Regions from separate parts of the Zea mays genome. Here region 2 is linked to region 1. Evidence: chromatin contacts called from public Hi-C data. All regions are on one chromosome and are shown on one strand. Each heading gives the region's core, a stretch centred on a gene start, on an enhancer-like site or on the middle of the called end of the contact. The rest is flanking DNA. Distances are from core to core; before and after follow the strand shown.

Evidence for each region. Hi-C and Micro-C count contacts between places; a contact is called where the count stands out from the background.
Region 2: a contact with region 1 is called in a Hi-C map of bundle sheath, with 2.6 times the contacts expected there. The contact joins the promoter of LOC103633051 here to the promoter of LOC100383402 in region 1. A contact is called at or near these places in 3 of 25 Hi-C or Micro-C datasets (bundle sheath, ear and tassel).

Annotation. Positions count from the first base shown.
Region 1 is chr7:147,240,137-147,245,396 of Zm-B73-REFERENCE-NAM-5.0, forward strand. It overlaps LOC100383402 (Flap endonuclease GEN-like 1), which reads left to right and starts at 2,878. Exons shown (of 8, transcript NM_001176057.1): 1 at 2,878-3,223; 2 at 3,513-3,707; 3 at 5,092-5,260. The coding sequence starts at 3,020.
Region 2 is chr7:147,600,888-147,606,147 of Zm-B73-REFERENCE-NAM-5.0, forward strand. LOC103633051 reads right to left here and starts at 3,012. Exons shown (of 14, transcript XR_004851545.1): 1 at 2,761-3,012; 2 at 2,492-2,650; 3 at 1,290-2,391; 4 at 779-1,193; 5 at 457-664; 6 at 1-99.

The DNA of each region.
Region 1 (5,260 bases), core at 1,628-4,127:
CTAAGTACTAGAAATTTCCTCAAAGAAAGCCAAAATGATTTGAAGAAAGTTTGAAGAAAAGAGGAAAAATCAGTTTGCTGAAAAGGGGGCACCGGAATGTCCGGTGTGCACCAGACTGTTCGGTGGGTGTGCCCAGAGTTTATGCAGAGAAGCCAGCCAGCACAAGCAAGAGAACACCAGATTGTCTGGTGTTCATCGAATTGTTCGGTGGCATTTATAGCGGTGACCAACGAACTCAGCAATTTCGAGTTTTCGACGTGCGAGAACATCGGACTGTCCGATGTGCACCGATCAGACTGACGACATCAACAACGGTAACCTGCTAACACAGGACTGTCGCCTGACGGGCTAGAACGATAACCTAACAGCACACCGGACATACACTATAGAGTGTCGTTGTGCACAGGACAAACACGATTCACTGTCCAGCGCACCACCCGACAGACAACTTTTGACCATTTACTCCAATGGTTATTTGAGTGGTCGGGGGCTATAAATACCCCCAACTAGCACATTGATGAAAAAAGAGCCACACCAAAGTGATATACATCAAGTGAAATAACTCCCAACCTTCCAAAGCCATACAAACACAGATTTGATCGTTTCGAGTGATTAGAAGTTTAGTGCTTGTGCTCTCAAGTGTTGTATTCTCTTATGCTCTTGATTTGTATTTTCACTCTCGCTCTCACCCCCATTCTCCTTGTTGTAAAGCGGGGAAGAGACTTTGAATACTTCGTGTGGAGATCCTTGCGGGATTTAGTGTCCATGTGATAGTGAAGCAAACTCAACCGGTCTCCGTGACCGTTTAACAGAGGGAAAGGTTGAAAAAGACCTGACCTCCGTGGACTTCTCAACAGGGACGTACATCCTTCGGGATGGAACCTTGGAAAACAAATCATCATGTCTTTGTGTTGATCACAATCTTTGTGGTTTGCTTCTTCCCTCTCCCTTGTCTAGTTTCGTTGCTTGAAATCGTTTCGAGCTGGCTCCCAAAGTAATCTGCATTAGATTGAGCAACTCTTTGCAAGAACTCTCTTCCGCACTCTGATTTCATTATCACTCACTCTAACGTTAACCTCCGGTGAAGATTGTGTTCAAAGTTTATACTTTACAGGTTTCACCTATTCACCCCTTCTAGGCGACTTTCACCCTCCTCAAGAAATCCTTCAACCTGGGAGTTCTTGAACTCCGTCGCATTATCGCTCCTATTTTTTTGATTTTCAACCCGAACTCATTTTGAGCCCGTAAGGAACCACCCGAACTCAACACAATAGAAAGCCACACGCAACACAACGCTCTCACATAGTATCACCTCTTTAGCTGAAGGGGACGAGCGATAGAGCTAGTTATAAGAAAAGAGGACACACTTCTTTTCAACTCATACATTTCTCGGTCTTTGGACTAAGATAAAGTGTACTATTTGTTTTTAGAAAAGTTTAATATCTAATATGTAGACCATATGCTCATTTTTATATTAAATTTATTTTTATGAGTATCAAATATGATTGTATGATATGGCACTCTACGGACATTGTAGTAGCTTAATATAATACAAGATCCTTATAAAAAGAACTAATGAACAAATGAATAAAGGAATAGTGTTCGGTTTGGGTGATCCATTCAACGATTATTTTCTCCAAAGATTATCCAATTTTGGCACGAACTAATGACGTGTTTGGTTTGTAGAGTCAACTTATGTTTCGTAAGGTGATGTATCATAAGTTCATCCCATAATTTTTTATGGAATCAAATCATTCCTCATATATATACTAATTATTAGCTTATCATAAATGGGGTGGTGATGGATCAACTCATTCTATTCCGCAAACTAAATAAAAAATAGGAGTGAAAAGAAGATGGGCCAGAGTTGAATCCATACCATTTTGAGCAAATTTGGCACACATGACAGTCCGATGAACCAGCTCCTATCCTGCTGCAAATTTTTCAGCAATTCCACCTTTCTATCGTGGGCATAACTTTTAGCTCCGAAGTCCGATTTGATAATCTTAGACTTTTTGGAAAGCTTATAAAATTCTCTACATCTCAGAGTTAAAGCCATGTCAGTTTGAGTAGATTTTATATTGTGAAACACTTACAATTCAGTCAGCCCTTCCTCTCAACTTTGTCAACTTCACTTTGTTTTTGTGGCTTTGCATTCCACTTCTACTTATTGATGTGTTGGACTTTTAGCATGTATAAAGTGTCTTTAATATGACTTTGTACTGTCTTCTATGGATCTTATGATGTCTTCTTTGAGGTGTTGCATCCTCAGAGCCTCAGTCAAATCCACTTTGCATCCTGTCAACTACAACACACAAACACTTGAGAAACATTAGTCCACAAGATTATGTTGATCATCAAACACCAAAATCACCTAGCCAAATGGGCCGGAGTCCATTTTCCTTACAATGTGGAGTCACCTTATGCTTCGTATCATGAGTTCATCCCATAAATTTTTTGGTGGAATCAACTCATTACTCATATATATTCTAATTATTAGCTTATCATAAATGGGGTGGTGATCGATCAACTCATTATATTCCGCAAACCAAATAAAAAATAAGGAGTGAAAAGAAGATAAACCACCTCAACCCTTCCACAAAACACCCATATTTTAGCACACCATCGCAGCTGCCATTACCTTAGAAAAACAATTGCGCAGTTTTGCTATCCTCAAACCCCAATTGCAGAAGTCAAGAGCTGTTCTCTTCATCCTCCTCCAAAAGAGAAAAGAGAAAGTGAAAAAAAGGGGAAGAAAACGGCCAGAGCGCAGAGGCCCAGCTGGATCGGCACGAGCGGCCCGCGCGCTAACCCCACACACGGCAACGGGGCAGCCCAGCACCAGAGTCCAGACAGAAGTCGCCCCGAGGCCCGCAAGTTGCCAAGGCCACTCCCAGGCGCGGCGGCCGGCGCAAGTCTGAACTTCCCCGCCCTTGAATTCGACCTCCGCCACGACCGACGGCCCGAACGGCCGAACCCGACCGACGCCGGCGGGAGAGGCAGAAACGGAGAGAAAGAGATGGGAGTGGGGGGCAGCTTCTGGGACCTGCTGAAGCCCTACGCGCGGCACGAGGGCGCGGGGTACCTACGCGGGCGCCGCGTCGCCGTCGACCTCTCATTCTGGGTCGTCTCCCACAGCACCGCCATCCTGGCGCGCTTGCCGCGGGCGCGGCGCCCGCACCTCCGGACCACCTTCTTTCGCACCCTCTCCCTCTTCGCCAAGGTCCGGAGTCATGTCCCCCTGCTTTCCCACCTCTCCCCTCCCTCCGCCTCCTTCGCTCGGTTCTCGACTTCTCGTCCTCCCCACTTAAACCGTCTCTGACTTCCGCCCGTTTCTTGATCTCACCGAGTGTGTAGTGTCCTGACCTGCGCTTGGGCGATTCTGCATTCTGCAGTTGCTGCCTTTTGCTTTCCAAGATTTAATCTTGCTGGGGCTAATTACTGCATTGTTCGATTTTTTTTTGTTCCCGGATTCACCCGTTTCCGTTGGATTGTGTCTGCGATTCCTGCAGATGGGCGTGTTCCCTGTGTTCGTGGTGGACGGCGAGCCGTCACCGCTCAAGTCGCAGGCGAGGGCGGCGCGCTTCTTCCGAGGCTCCGGGATGGACCTGGCCGCGTTCCCGAGCACAGAGGCGGAGTCCAGTGTGACCGCTGCACCGGTCAAAAGGAGGAATGCTGCATTCACGCGATGCGTTGAGGAGTGCGTGGTAAGTTCCCGTGTCTTGGCAATGCTGGGATCCTTCGTACAACTTAGGGTTTAATTAGGATCTGCGTTGTTTAACTGTTCATCACGAGATTGAATGGTTCACAACCACTGTATTCCTCATCCAACACCACAATATCTTTTCGAGTAAAGTGCACTTCCGTCCTTAAGCTTGTGGTGCTGTGTGCACGTTTCATAAACTTTTAAAGTATGTCTGTTCGGGTTTATGTTAGGTCCGAAATGGATCAAAATAGATCCGATAACGTCTTTTCCTTCTTCTTGCTCGGTTTCTCATCTGATCCGTACATCAAAACTACAGCAATGAGGTGTGTGGCCGCACGCTTGCTTGTGGCAACTGGCAACCATGCTTGCAAGGACATGTGCCACCCAGGGCCTTGTGGGGAGTGTGAGCTCATGCCGAGGAAGATCAGTACATGTCATTGCAGCAAGACCAGGCTGCAGGAGAGGAGAGGAGGGCGAGCTGCTTGGACGCAATTCATGCAAGAAGCCTGATCTGCCCTCTGGAGACTGGACTGGTGTTGCTAGCGCGGCGCGGTTCCGAGCTCAGTGATGCCTCGGCTGGCCGCCGGTGTGGCCAGGAAGGTCGGCCATAATGACCACCACGTGCTCTTGGGACCCTGCGTCCCTGCCGATGGCCTGACTACGCCGAACGCCAAGACCTTCTCCACGACAGCGACGCCACCTGCAGCTTCTCTGGACGAGCTGGCCTGCTGGTCGCGGCCAGTAGGAGCAGGCCAGGATGAGGAGCACCAAGCTTATGAGCCCCAGCATCACCGCCGCCCCCCACCGAATAGGTACAGCACTGGCGACTACCACGGGGACTGCGCCGCCGTCCCGTTCGCCCTGGAGCCGCCATGGGCACGTGTTTGGAATGCAAGCAAGTGACATGTGGGGAGAAGGAAGAAAAAGACCTGCTATCGGATCTGTTTTAATCTGTTTTGGATGTAAGAGAGACCCAAACATAGATTATGGATTTAATAGACATATTTTAAAAGTTTATGGACCGGAATGACACAATTCCACAGGTTTAAGGACCGGAAGTGCACTTTACTCTATCTTTTCACTAGCCTCTTGCTACTTAAGCATGTGTTTGGTTGGACATACAAGGAGAGATGGAAGGGGGCGGCCACATTTTCTATAGTGTTTGGATGAGAGTCACGCGGGGGCGGGGTGAACACCGGAGCATTTTTTGGTGGCGGCGTTGTCCCAAAAAATCGAGGGTTGGTGTCGTCCCCACCTCATCCTATTTTGACCTCAAAGCAAACACATCATAAATGGTCAGCAACAATGCTCTGTATATGCAGATGATACCTGTTCATGTAAATATATGCACTGTTTTAAATGTTGGTTAATACTCTAATTTTTAGGAACTGCTTGAATATCTTGGCATGCCTGTACTGAGGGCAAAAGGTGAAGCAGAAGCCCTTTGCGCCCAGCTGAATAATGAAGGTCATGTAGGTGCTTGCATCACTGCAGACAGTGATGCTTTCCTCTTCGGGGCTAAGACTGTCGTAAAGGTCCTCAGATCAAATTGCA
Region 2 (5,260 bases), core at 1,762-4,261, 360 kb after region 1:
CTAGATAACTCCTTTAATCCAACGACATATCACCTCCACCACCCCACCATGGTACCTTCTTGATGGACGATCCTGGCAGCATCAAGTTTTCCTTTTTACCTGTACATAGTAAAATGTTTTCAGCTAAAGTGGAATCAGGTGAATAATAATGTAACTCATTCATGTGCCCACACATATCTCTGATTTACCCAAAAGCAGAAACGAAATCCACAGCCACAGAGCCAAGAGAAATAAGATCACACGTTGTGTGCAATAAAAGCGTCCCAATATGATGACACGATATCTAAGCGTCGCCAAATTTCAGTGAAATGGATAGGGAAGACTCTTTGGGGGTGGGGGATTAACATAAATCTCGTATACCTCTGTGGCTTTCCCACCGCTCCACTCGCCGAACAAACAACCTCATCTCACATGGACGTAAAAAAGAAAAATGAATGGTGAAATACAATGAACTACTTGATAGGATCGCTTGAGTCTGCTTAGAGCTCGTGCACGCTTGTCGTTGAAGCAGCAGTTGCTGTTGCTGCTAGCCATCGTGCTTGTGGCCACCGTGCTGGTGATGCCCACTACCTCTGGCCATCGCACCCTTCTCCATGGAGATCGTTACTGCGATGTTCCTCACCTCCTTCAGCACCTTGGCCCTGGCCGTCGTCGCACTGTAGCGCTACAAAGGAGAAGACCAACCTCTGATGTATGATTGATCATAGGTTTGCCTCAATGAATAATCTATTTATTTTTTTATTTTTTCATATTATTTTCAATGAGGATACTACCATACCAAATGATCTTCTCCCTTTGTGAAAAAGTGTTTCTATTCCTCTGGATCTAGAATTTCTTCATCAATATCACTGTGTATCAGTCTATCAGAGCCTCGTTTCCAACTATATCATAGTATATCCTTCTAACAACAACCAACTAATCGTCGACCATTCTTTGGTTTCGACGTTGTGTTATTTAAAAGATAGTAAAATATCAAAAGGATAAAAAGGATGCAATAGGTATTCTATGACGTTATATCTACAACGGTGCCTGCATATGAGTACTCGCCGAATAAATCAAGCAAATAAACTCAAGTGTACTTGCACGACCCATGATGCATAAAGTTCAATCTCCTTAGAATGGCCATGAATATCACAAAATAGTGCCCATGGTCAGCCGATTGCAAGACATATGAACACAAGAATACCAATAACCTGTGCAACGATAAAGAGGAAGGATTAACCACATGCATTATTGGTTATCCAGTGCATGTAATCAAAGGAGGAAGGATTTAGGCAACTTAGCCATACTTTTCCAGGAAGATCCAAGCGGTGATCTTGTCAACCAATGGTAGCTTAACGAACCGCACAATTGTCTGCTGCGTGGAGCTAGAGAGCGTGAGTGTCCTGGCAGACATGTTCTCTTGCATGGAGATCACGTCCCCTTCCCTGTCCTGTTTGCCAGGTCTGACCTCTGTCTCTCCGCCACACGCTGCGATAGCATGTTGCCGCCATCGGTGCCCCTTGATGCCACCTCTGCTGCCACTACGTTGAACAGCGCGCGAGAGTGCCTCTACAGTGTCTTCCTGTTCGCCTCCAATTGCTACTGCAAAGAGAAGCCAAACACCCAATCCACTGTCATACTGTCTGAGAAAACTAAACGCGCCTCTTCTACCCCAAATTTTCAGTTACACAAGAAAAAGAGGCGACTAATCTCTGGCGCTGGGAGAGGACAAAGGGGAGGCAACGACGATGACTCGCCTGCAAAGAGAACCAAACACCCAATCCACTGCCATGTCTGTCTCAAGCGAGGCCTGCGCGATGATGCTGGTGGGCGATGACGCGGGGAGGCATCGCGGGGAAGGCGGAAGAGGAAGCCGAGGACGGACGCAACGAATGAGGACAGAGAGGCAGCGCGATACATCGAGCATAGGCACCCGATGTGGCCGAGCGACGAGCCGGTGTTGGAGTCGAAGGCAGAGGGCGAGGCGCCCGGGTCGGCGGTGTTGGCGAATCGAGGTGTGGTGGGGCCGATGGCCTCGATCTCGCGCCAGCACTGAGCGACGAGGTCGGGGGCCACACTAGCGGGACCTCGGTGGGCGCTGTGGAGGCGACACGACAGGGAGAGCTGGAGGGATTGCAGGGAGAGCTGGTGCAGGAGAGACGGCGCGCGGGGGTGGGGGAGCCCTGGCGAGATGGCGCGCGGGGGTGGGGTTGTGGAGGTCATGGCGTGCGGGGGTGGGGTGGGGGAGCCCTGGCAATGGCGGCGTGCGGGGTGGGGCGGTGGAGACGGTGCTGCTCCTCGCGCTCTGGTTGTCGTCGCCGTCGTTGTTGATCTCGATCCACACGCCCTTCCGTCTTTTCTCTGCCTTGGTATGGAACAACGCGCTTGTGGCCTCGGCGAGCAGAGCACCTGGAGCCAAGGAACAGATCCATCAGTGCGTAACTACAGAGGAGGCTGCTCGCAACAGTGTGCTGATCATTAGTCGAGGAACCGGATTGCACTTGCACACCTTAGGTTCGATGAGGTGGAGGGGAGCGACAACGGATGAACGGAGAGCACGCAGAGAGGGTCGACGGGGCGGCCGTGCTGCGCCGATTCGGAGACGCACGACCTGGTCGACGCGGCCGAGTAGGAGGACGAGGAGCCAGAGCAGCAGTAGAACTCATCTCTGCAACACGGAGAAGCACGCCGCAACGGAGGCCCGGTTAAATTGCGGTGATGAAGTGCAATTCGATAGGGTGATGAGCAGATGACGCGAGAGGCAGGCGAGGAAATTACCCGTGAGCGGGAGGAGGCGAAGGCGGGGCCGGCGGGGGCGTGGAGTCAGCGAGGAAAAGGAGGGTGTGGGCCCCGGAGACGTTGGCGAAGGTGGGATACTCTCTGCTCCCATGCCGCCCGCCGCGCGCAGGCGGAGGCAGTTGACGACTTGCAGGCACAGGCGGAGGCAGGCGAGGAAATTACCCATTGCGCGGGGGTGGGGCTGAGACGACACGGCGCGCGGAGGTGGAGGAGGCCGTCGACTGTGGGCCTTGTCTGGGCCACAAACAGATGGGCCTCCTAGGAAGCGTGTAAGTCGTATTGGCAAGCTAAAAATAGTACCACATTGTTCACTAAACTGTGCACACACCTGTTTATAAGGTCTAGTGCGCACACAACATGTGTAGTCTTGGTTGGCCGCGAGCTTTGACCCACGCAGCTAGCTTTTTTGGTAAAAATTTAGGCGGTGCGCGGGACACAGTTGGGAATGGGAATGAAAACACAGGTGACACAGTTGGGAATGGGAATGAAAACACAGGTCTGTCAAGGAGCGCATGGGAATGGGAATGGCAGCCTACCCCTTACCGTCTTAATAGTAGTATATATATATATATCCCCACACGTTGATCAAGTTAGCGCACTAAGATCGCAAACATATTACTTCTGTTAATGTAAAATGATTTGATTGAGAGCGAAAAGTAGAGAATGGATCTCTGTGTCTATTACACAATTGATGATCTAACGTATATATACAGATGACAGTGCGTCCGTTCACCCGTTCGGTTATTAGTTTATTAGAGGTTTCATCTAATCGGTGTGCATCCAAATCTTTGGGAGATTATTAATATAGATGTGTGCAAGCCCACACTAGGTGAAGAGATGACACTGGAGATGATGCAAGATGTGCATCACAATGCTCAAGCCATGAGCTGCATTATCAAAGGGAGTTTGAGTGCGGAAGAGTACCGCAAGGTTCAAGAAGAGAGGATGCTATTTGGAGTATCCTCAAGATGTCTTATGAAGGTGACCCTAAAGCGAAGAGGCATAGGATCGAGGCGTTGGAAAGTGAGATTGCAAGGTATGATTGGATCAAGGGTGAGTCACTTCAATCACTCTTTGATCAGTTAATGGTTTTGATCAACAAGATAATAGTGCTTGGGAGTCATGATTGGAGTGACTCAAAGGTCACTAGGCTCTTCATTAGGGCATACGAAGAAAAAAAATAAGAGTACAGCAAGAATGATAAGAGACCATGATGATTATGAGGAGATGACTCCACATCAATTGTTTGCTAAGATTCAACAACATAAGTTAGAGGAAGCGCCAACCAAGGCAAGGGACACAACTCTGTGGAATGGGCTTTGATTGTTTGTTTACAAATGTGTGTGTGAAAATCCTTAGAAGGGATGATTCCTCTGTTGCTTTCACAGGTCGGTTGGCAGGAAAGCTTTATCTCATAGATTTTAGAACAAGTAAAGTGTCACTCGATACCTGTTTAGTGGCAAAATCTAACAAGGATAGGCTTTGGCATCGTCAGCTAGCCCATGTTGGCATGAGGAACTTGGACAAACTTCAAAAGAAAGGTCACATTGTTGGACTAACAAATGTTGTGTATGAGAAAAACACGGTTTGTGGGTCGTGTCAAGCAGGGAAACAACATGGCGTTCCACATCACCCAAAAAATGTGGTCACCACCAAGAGGCCATTGGAGCTGCTACACATGGACCTCTTTGTTGGTTACTTGTTTTCAATTGCTATGAATAAAAAATAAGGCAACACAAATATTAAACGTTAAGGATCTTCGTCCTTCGAAACATTACCCTCCCTCGAAGATAATGATTCTTGGACAAAGGTGAAGAAGAATGGCTTCATCTTTAAATCAACCCTTTTGAAGGGTTTTTATTTAAATGAGACAATATAATAAAATAATAAATCTCTTTTCCTTTCATTTTGCTCCAATGTTCAAACAAGAGTTTGATTTGAATTACACATTGACAAAAGTTTACATTGGTACCTTCGCTTCCGCACAAAAGAGAGAAATGCAAGGACACCCTTCAATCAATGCGTGAACAGTACGGGAACACTATTCATCTATTTATAGGCATATGACGCAGCCTAGACAAAAGTACAATTGTGACCTTGATATCTATACATTTGTTCTAATACAAGTAACGAGGGTAAATATGTCTTTCTACCCTTGACTCAACATGTTACAAACCCTCCGGGGCTAGCTTAAGCTGAAGCTATGATGACATCATTTGTCGAAGCTCTGCTTCGCTATCCTCCCTTCGGCGCTTGATCCTGCAACATGTCTGTTAGAAGAATCAAATCTCCTTGAGGACCTTCAACAGAAATGGAGACCCCAACACTCTTCGGGCGGTGGCATATATTAGCATCGGCGATAACAAATATGGTTTAGTCATTGTCAATGATTTTTCACGCTTCACTTGGGGTTTCTTCTTGTCTGACAAAGGTGAAACCCAAGAGGTCTTAAAGAAGTTCATGAGACGAGCTCAAAACG